2 separate regions of the Drosophila melanogaster genome follow, and region 1 is linked to region 2. A link is a contact called in public Hi-C data. All regions are on one chromosome and are shown on one strand. The core of a region is the stretch at or near the end of the contact, and the rest is flanking DNA. Distances in the headings are between cores, read along the strand shown.

Region 1 (4,191 bases), core at 1,428-3,927, 2.9 Mb before region 2:
AGCGAGTAGCCCGAGGAATGATCCATATCGATCGCTTGACATTTGCCCTGCTTATGTGCAAGATACACCTTAAGGGCACCTCGGAGTCTAATTTGGATGCCGAGTTCAACTTCTTCCTGCGAAGCCGCGAGGGTCTGCTAGCAAATCCCACGCCCGTAGAAGGACTTTCTGCCGAGCAGATTGAGAGTGTCAACCGGCTGGCCCTTCGTCTTCCCATCTTCCGAAAGCTTCTCGAGAAGGTACGATCCATTCCCGAACTGGGTGCCTGGTTGCAGCAGAGCTCGCCTGAACAGGTTGTACCCCAGCTGTGGGACGAATCCAAGGCTCTCAGTCCTATTGCCAGCTCCGTTCACCAGCTGCTGCTTATCCAGGCCTTCCGACCGGATCGCGTTATCGCCGCCGCTCACAATGTGGTCAACACTGTGCTCGGAGAAGACTTTATGCCCAACGCCGAGCAGGAATTGGACTTCACTTCTGTGGTGGACAAGCAGTTGAACTGCAACACTCCTGCGCTGCTGTGCTCGGTGCCCGGTTTCGATGCATCCGGGCGAGTGGATGACTTGGCAGCGGAGCAAAATAAACAAATTTCCAGCATTGCTATCGGTTCAGCCGAAGGATTCAATCAAGCTGAGCGAGCTATTAACATGGCCTGCAAGACTGGTCGCTGGGTGCTCTTGAAGAACGTCCACTTAGCTCCCCAATGGCTTGTGCAGCTGGAGAAGAAGATGCACTCCCTGCAGCCTCATTCCGGCTTCCGGCTGTTCCTCACGATGGAGATTAATCCAAAGGTGCCGGTTAACCTACTGCGTGCTGGCCGCATCTTTGTGTTCGAGCCACCACCAGGCATCAGAGCTAATCTGCTGCGCACCTTCTCTACGGTACCGGCGGCACGCATGATGAAGACTCCAAGTGAAAGAGCTCGGCTTTACTTCCTGCTGGCCTGGTTCCACGCCATCGTCCAGGAGCGACTCCGATATGTGCCTCTTGGCTGGGCCAAGAAGTACGAGTTTAACGAATCGGATCTGCGCGTGGCTTGCGACACATTGGACACCTGGATCGACACCACGGCCATGGGCCGCACCAATCTGCCACCAGAGAAGGTTCCATGGGATGCCCTGGTCACCCTGCTCTCGCAGTCCATTTACGGAGGAAAGATCGATAACGATTTCGATCAGCGCCTTTTGACTTCCTTCTTGAAGAAGCTCTTCACCGCACGCAGCTTTGAGGCGGACTTTGCCCTGGTGGCTAACGTTGATGGCGCCTCCGGAGGACTCCGTCACATTACCATGCCCGATGGCACCCGTCGCGATCATTTCTTGAAATGGATTGAGAACTTGACTGACCGCCAGACTCCGTCGTGGCTTGGATTACCGAACAATGCGGAGAAGGTGTTGCTTACCACCCGTGGTACTGATTTGGTCAGTAAGCTGCTCAAGATGCAGCAGCTGGAGGACGACGATGAGTTGGCTTACAGCGTGGAGGATCAATCGGAGCAATCTGCAGTGGGTCGCGGCGAGGATGGACGTCCATCATGGATGAAGACACTTCACAACTCAGCTACTGCCTGGTTGGAACTGCTCCCGAAGAATCTGCAAGTGCTCAAGCGTACTGTGGAGAACATCAAGGATCCGTTGTACCGATACTTCGAGCGCGAGGTGACAAGTGGTTCGCGTCTGTTGCAAACAGTGATACTGGACCTGCAGGATGTGGTTCTAATTTGCCAGGGCGAGAAGAAACAAACCAACCACCATCGTTCCATGTTGTCGGAGCTAGTTCGCGGAATAATTCCGAAGGGTTGGAAGCGGTATACAGTTCCTGCAGGATGCACAGTGATCCAATGGATCACGGACTTCAGCAACCGTGTCCAGCAACTGCAGAAGGTGTCGCAACTTGTTTCGCAGGCTGGCGCCAAGGAGCTGCAGGGCTTCCCCGTCTGGCTCGGTGGTTTGCTCAATCCGGAGGCCTACATCACGGCCACCAGGCAGTGTGTTGCCCAGGCGAATAGTTGGTCGCTAGAGGAGCTCGCCCTGGATGTGACAATTACGGATGCTGGGCTAAAGAACGATCAAAAGGATTGTTGCTTCGGGGTCACTGGACTCAAATTACAGGGCGCCCAGTGCAAGAACAATGAATTGCTCCTGGCTTCCACTATCATGATGGATCTACCTGTCACCATTCTCAAGTGGATAAAGTAAGTCCACTCTTATAGTTAACTGCATAATTCTTTACTAATGCTTTACTTTTTAATAGGATTTCCTCGGAGCCACGCATCAGCAAGTTGACATTGCCGGTTTACTTGAACTCCACGCGTACAGAACTACTCTTCACTGTTGACTTGGCCGTTGCGGCTGGGCAGGAATCGCATAGCTTCTACGAAAGAGGCGTGGCAGTTTTGACCTCCACGGCCTTGAACTAAGTGTTAAGCACAAGATATCCATTATATCCCATATTTTAGTCCAAATTATTCCTTCAAAGCCTTTACCTAAGGTATCTAAAAGTTTAATCTAAAGCTATATTCGTACTCTTTTCATTCAAAAAACATTAGAATTTTACAAAATGTAATTTCAAGATTTAAAATGAAATACTTTAAACTTGTAGAGTTTATTTTAAAAATATTTCAATTTCTGTGGATAGCATGATTTTGTGAAAGTAATTTTTAAATCTGTTCCCCATTTCCGATAAAGCTTACTAAATATATATACTCATAGCAACCCCAGCTACACCGTTCTATTGGATGAAAATCAGCTGTACACAATGTTGGCGCTCCTCCGGCCAGCACTGTGGCTGGGAAGCTGCCTTCGTGGCTATCACATGCATGCCGCCTCTACGCAGCAGCGGGGCGACACGTCCTTGGTTCTGGTGGATGAGGCCCGCCGCTTTATCCAGGACTGCCTGCTACGGGTTGGAGTTTCCCCCTCCAAGGTGCGCTGCATCAGCGAGTTCCTGGTTGTGGCGGACTATCGAGGAAACTACGGAAGCGGGCTGAATCGCCTGGATTACTATCTCAGTGATCTGCAGAGCGGGCATGCCAAGGTGGGCGCAGAGCCTTCAATAATCAGTGAAACGGTGTCCACCGCCCATGTAAATGGCAATTCCGCCTTGGGTGTGTTTGTGGGAAACTTTTGTATGGATTTGGCGGTGAAGAAAGCTGAAGACTCTGGCATCGGTTTCGTAGTGGCCCAGCAATCTCACGACATTGGCATGGCCAGCTGGTTTACATTTCGCGCTGCCGGCAAGGGATTAGCCGGAATCGTGATGTCCAATTCGGCTCCAACGATGATGGGTCCCAACTCAAAGTCTGCCAGCATTGGCTCCAACTGCTTTGCCTTCTGCGTAAAGGGTGAGGAGTACCATTTTGTTCTAGACATGGCGACCAGCGTGAAGGATATTGGAGCCGTGGAATGGGCTTGGGCCAACGATGAGTATATACCGCATGGCTGGGCGGCCAACGAGGGTGGCTTATCCACCTGTTTTCCCAGCTTGGCCTTAAGGACACCATTACTATTTCCTGCTGGTGGTCACAAAGGCTATTGCCTGTCAGCCGTGATAGATATTCTATGTGGAGTGCTCTCTGGTGCCCAATATGCCACTCATATAACCATGGACCAGAACCAACCATCGAACTTGGGTCAAGTATTTATTGCTCTCGATCCAGAATTTTTCTTGCCCAACTTTATGGAACGTTTCGATGACTTTTGTGGTCGCATCCAGAATAGCCAGCCGGCGGACGATTCAGAGCCCATCCGGCTACCTGGCGAACTGGAGAGGATGCACATGAACTACGTGGAAGATTTGCGGGCTTTAGCCTATCCGAATAGTCTTTTGACCAAGTACAAAGAAGTGGCGGAAAGGCTGTGCGTAAAACCCATCGAGCTGGCTTTTGATAGGTGTCAGTCCAGGAAGAGCTTTTAGTCTCATACTATAAATACTGTAAATGTAGTTCACAAAAAATATTATAGTTAATAGAAAAATGTTAAGCTTATTAAGTGAAGTATAAATAGCTACTCCTATGCAGGAATGGTATAAGGACAACTTTTGATGCAACTAAAATTTTGACAGACATTCTAAGCAAATTCCCAAACCATTATGTGGCGCCATCTACGAGCACGGCTCAAAAACTACTCTTTGTATTCCAGTTTCGGAAAAAACTTTGTTCTGCAGAAACTTTAGAAAAGTTCTCTATAATTTCCC
Region 2 (4,140 bases), core at 1,466-3,965:
ATAAACAATCATATTTTGCAAAAACTAAACTATTTACTTTCAGAATTCCATAGAAAAATATACAACTACAATGTCCATTGTAGCGGCCATTCAAAGAGGCAGTCATTCTTAAAAAACTACAGGTATTACTAGATAGAATATTACTTGTCGAAAGCATCTCTCGTTGTCAGCACTTCCAAGGTGGAGGCTTACTGTTGCCACTTCCGCTCTTTGGTTTGCTTTGTTTGCTACCCTGTTTGGATGTCATGGCCAAGATCTCGTCGAGCCTGTCGAAATCACTGGGCGACTTGCTGAGCAGCAGTTCAATGTAGGCCTGCAGCTTGTCCATCGGCGAGGGGGGATCCCGTTTGCCCACCACATCCAGGTTATTCTTCTCAGTGTTGTTGCTGCGCTGCGATTTGCTCGATTTGGGCGTTTCTGGATACATGCGTGCATTATTTAGCTCCGGAGATTCACTGGCTTCAGTGTCACTGGATTGGATAATGGAGTTTTGACTAGGAGTGGTGAGGATAGCAAGGGCCTGCTGCCACTGGGCCTCCATTACCCCATGCAGTTTCTCCGCAATATCAGCACTGGAATGGAAAAAAAAACCATTTCTATTTAAACCAGAAAACAAATAAGGCTCTCATATCTTACCGCTTTGTTTTGTAACAGCTGAGCTTGAGATCCATTTCATCGATCTTCTTCGAGGCATTCGCTAGTTGAAGGCGGTACAGCTCCACCTCCTCGTTGTGCTTTTCCTGGATGAGATTCAATTCCTGGTTGTTTTTCTCATTGATCATTTCAAGCTGCTTTACTGCCCGCTCGGCTATGAGTCGTTCACGCTCCCGAGCTTCGTTCTTTAAATGCTCCTCATTCTTGTCCAGTTGGTCCTGGAACTCCTGCATCTTCTTGGCCACAACATTTTCCATTTGCTGTTGGTAGTATTGCTTTAGGGATTTCTGCTGTATATCTAGCTTCTTCTTGAGATTGGTCTGCAAAACAACAATCATTTATTATTGAGTTCTTTTTTTTTTTGTATTTATTTTTAAATAACCTCAGTTTCAGTTAGGTTCGCCAGAGTTTCTTGTAGGGATTTACGATGGCTCTCCAAGGAATCCGCTCTTGCTTTCTGCTTCTGATGATATTCTTGCAGCATTTCCTTTTGATTGGTCAGCGTGTTATTTTCCTTCTCCAGTTCCTCTATCCGCGCTTTTAGCTTATATATAAGAAATGTGGTTAAAGTGGCCGTGGTTGAAATCTTATTTTTAAATTACCTTTTCTTGTTGGTAGTCTACCTTGGCAAACTTATCCCTTAGCTTATTCAGCTCGGCATGTGACAGCTCCTCCGCTCTTTTGCTGCTGTTGAGTTGCATTTCCAGTTGCTCCAGTCTTTCTTCCCATTGCTTGGCGTCTTGCCTGCAATGGTCCAACTCCCTTTCGAGTTTATCATTCTTTTCCTGAAACCTGGTGGCCAAGTTGACCGCCTGCGACAACTCGTTCTGCAGTGCATCAAACCGGCTCTGGGATTCGCCCCTGTCCGCTTCCAGCCGGTGGACAGCGTCCCGCAGGTGCTGAACCTCGTAGTTGAGACTTTGAACTGTTTGCTCTGCCTCGGTGAGAGCAGCATCCTTCGAACGATCCACCTCGATGGCCACTGAGATTCGCTGCTGGTACTCCAAAAGATGCGACTGCAGTGTGTGCACCATTTTCTCCAGATGCTGCCTTCTGAGTTGTTCCTCTTTTAGGGAAGAGCTGCACAGTGGTCGGTTGGGCGAGTTGTTGTCGAGTACAGTTTTGGTCAAGCTGCTCTTGCCCCAGAGCTCGCTCAGACTTATGATCTTGTTCTCATTCAGGCTGCTTCGATCGACCCTGGCTGCTTCGACAGAAACGGCGCCGGAGGATGATGAGGCCAGCCTCATGCTGGGCAGAGACGAGGTTCCCGGATGACCCTCTTTCCCCGCCCGCTCGTTCCTCAGATGATCGTCGCTGCGGTGATGCAGGTGGTGATCGTGCCTCTGCCAACGGTGCGCATTATTGTCGTCTAGGTAGTGGTCGATTTCGAGCAGAATGTTGTCGTCCAGTGGTCGATGGCGGAGGGGCTCAACGGACCCACTCTTCGGCGTGGAGTGCACCATGCCGTGGAGCTCCCTACTTGGCCTTCCAGCGTTCCTTACAGTATTCGTGGATATGGTGGAAATGTCCGAGGGAGGCTCCTCCGCATCCAGTGCGATGTTCTGCAGCCGGGAATTGATGCTATTCAGCTCCGATTTCTTGCTGGGATGTAGGAACTGGTACGCTGCACTTGTGGTCGCCGGGGGAGGGGGCGGGGGCATGGCCAACGCATCTGCCGCCGCGCATGCGCTCATTTTGTCCTCCGCGCAGAAGTTCGGTGGTATCAGGAGCAGCAGATCGGTGTCGTCCGTATCGGTATCACTCATGCCTCATGGTTAACTGTATTAATAGTATGCTTATAGTACAATAATTGTTGTTTCAAAACAAAAGTGAAACTAACCACCGATTGCCATGGTGATGCACAGGGTTGCCAGGTGCACGTGGCAATGCAGGATTATCGAAAACAATGGACTATCGGTATATCACTATTCAGTGTGTCAAAACAAAAACTAAAGCTCGATATTCTAGTCTTCACAAGGCACTATATAATTTTAAAAATAATATACGTTGTTAGTCTTATTTTGCCTTTTGGCATATCTGTTGTAATTAACACTACCGTATATATCGCCTGTTTTTGGCGCCCATTTCAAGTGTGACCGTTCAGTGCGTTTGTTGTTTCCATTTATTGTCTTGTTTTTTTTTTTCGTCCTTCAGTTTTGAAGGAACTGCCGCCAGGATGGCAGATGTAAGCCTGTTTTTTGGCGGTTTGCCGGCCATTCTTCTGAAAGCGGATACCATTTACCGCATTGGGAGGCAGAAGGGCCTGGAAATAAGCATCGCCGATGAGGTAAATTGGCCCTTACTTAAACATTTCCCCTTTAATAACTCCTATCCTCAATGGGCAGTCAATGGAGCTGGCCCACGCCACAGCCTGCATACTGCGCCGAGGTGTGGTGCGCCTGGCTGCCCTGGTGGGCAAGATCTTTGTGAACGACCAGGAGGAGACCGTGGTGGACATCGGCATGGAGAACGCCGTGGCCGGCAAGGTGAAACTCCGCTTTGGCAATGTGGAGGCCAGGCTAGAGTTTGGAGAAGATCACGATGAGGTATGGGCACCAAATACCATTCTTACAGGATGCATAACTTAATGCTTACCCTTCGTTCAGGTCCACGACAGTAGCGGATTCGGGGAATGCCTGAAGAACGGATTAAACAACACAACCTTGGACAGCATGGATGTTCCGGAAACACAGCCTCCATCCGCCAACACATCAGTCAACACAACGGCAGATAGCTTATTTATACCCGAGACCCAAGCGGTGTTATGCGAAAGGCCTTCGACCGGACAAAGAGTGTCGCTGGGCGATGACTTCATGATACCCGAAACGCAGGATATGCTTGCGGATCTTCCACCTGAACCACCAGTGTTTAAACCCCCGGTTATTCCCGTAGTTGATAAGCCAGGTCCGACGATAGACAGCGATGAGGAATCATCTCAGGGCAGCATTATACGCATGTGCACCCAGGATTATAATGAGGATGCCATCGATGACTTCGATACCTCACAGGTACTCTGCGATGTTCTGCTGCCTCTTCCGCCGCCAACAGCACCAATTGAAGGTCTGGAAAATCAGGATACTAAGCGGGGTATGTGCATCCATTGAAACTGATAACTTTCAATAATGTGCGCTTTCTTCTTAGATCAACTGGACACCACCGACATGGAAATGAGTGCCTTGAACTGGTCGGCTAGCAATTCCAAATGCTGTGCTCTGAGTAGCACCAAAGCGGATGATATATTGCCGCGTGGCGATGCCTGCATTACTCCCGATTTGACCGCTCCGTCCGTAGATAGAAATATCTGCACACCCGATCTATTTGACCTGATCATGGGGGGGGATAGGAGGCGCGATGGCTCCAGCAGTCCAGATCCGTTCGTTCGTCCTGCGGACAATACAAATACCGCCACACCGCAGTTTGGCGGAGTTAAACAGCTGGTTGTGGCGACGATTGAGACCCCCACTGCCACTCCTGACACGAATAGTC

Evidence for each region. Hi-C and Micro-C count contacts between places; a contact is called where the count stands out from the background.
Region 1: a Hi-C map of the Kc167 cell line shows a contact between it and region 2, with 3 times the contacts expected there. A contact is called at or near these places in 29 of 107 Hi-C or Micro-C datasets (the D17-c3 cell line, the Kc167 cell line, the ML-DmBG3-c2 cell line and 9 more).

Annotation. Positions count from the first base shown.
Region 1 is chr3L:4,805,892-4,810,082 of dm6, reverse strand. It overlaps CG18808, which reads left to right and starts at 2,677. Exons shown (of 1, transcript NM_144411.2): 1 at 2,677-4,030. The coding sequence starts at 2,755. The coding sequence ends at 3,912. Dhc64C (Dynein heavy chain 64C) reads left to right here. Exons shown (of 15, transcript NM_001274503.1): 14 at 1-2,191; 15 at 2,251-2,715. The coding sequence ends at 2,416.
Region 2 is chr3L:1,946,140-1,950,279 of dm6, reverse strand. Cnb (Centrobin) reads right to left here and starts at 2,715. Exons shown (of 5, transcript NM_139423.3): 1 at 2,495-2,715; 2 at 1,257-2,433; 3 at 1,037-1,198; 4 at 637-974; 5 at 18-572. The coding sequence starts at 2,420. The coding sequence ends at 167. mu2 (mutator 2) reads left to right here and starts at 2,805. Exons shown (of 12, transcript NM_167927.3): 1 at 2,805-2,941; 2 at 3,000-3,200; 3 at 3,261-3,741; 4 at 3,796-4,140. The coding sequence starts at 2,831.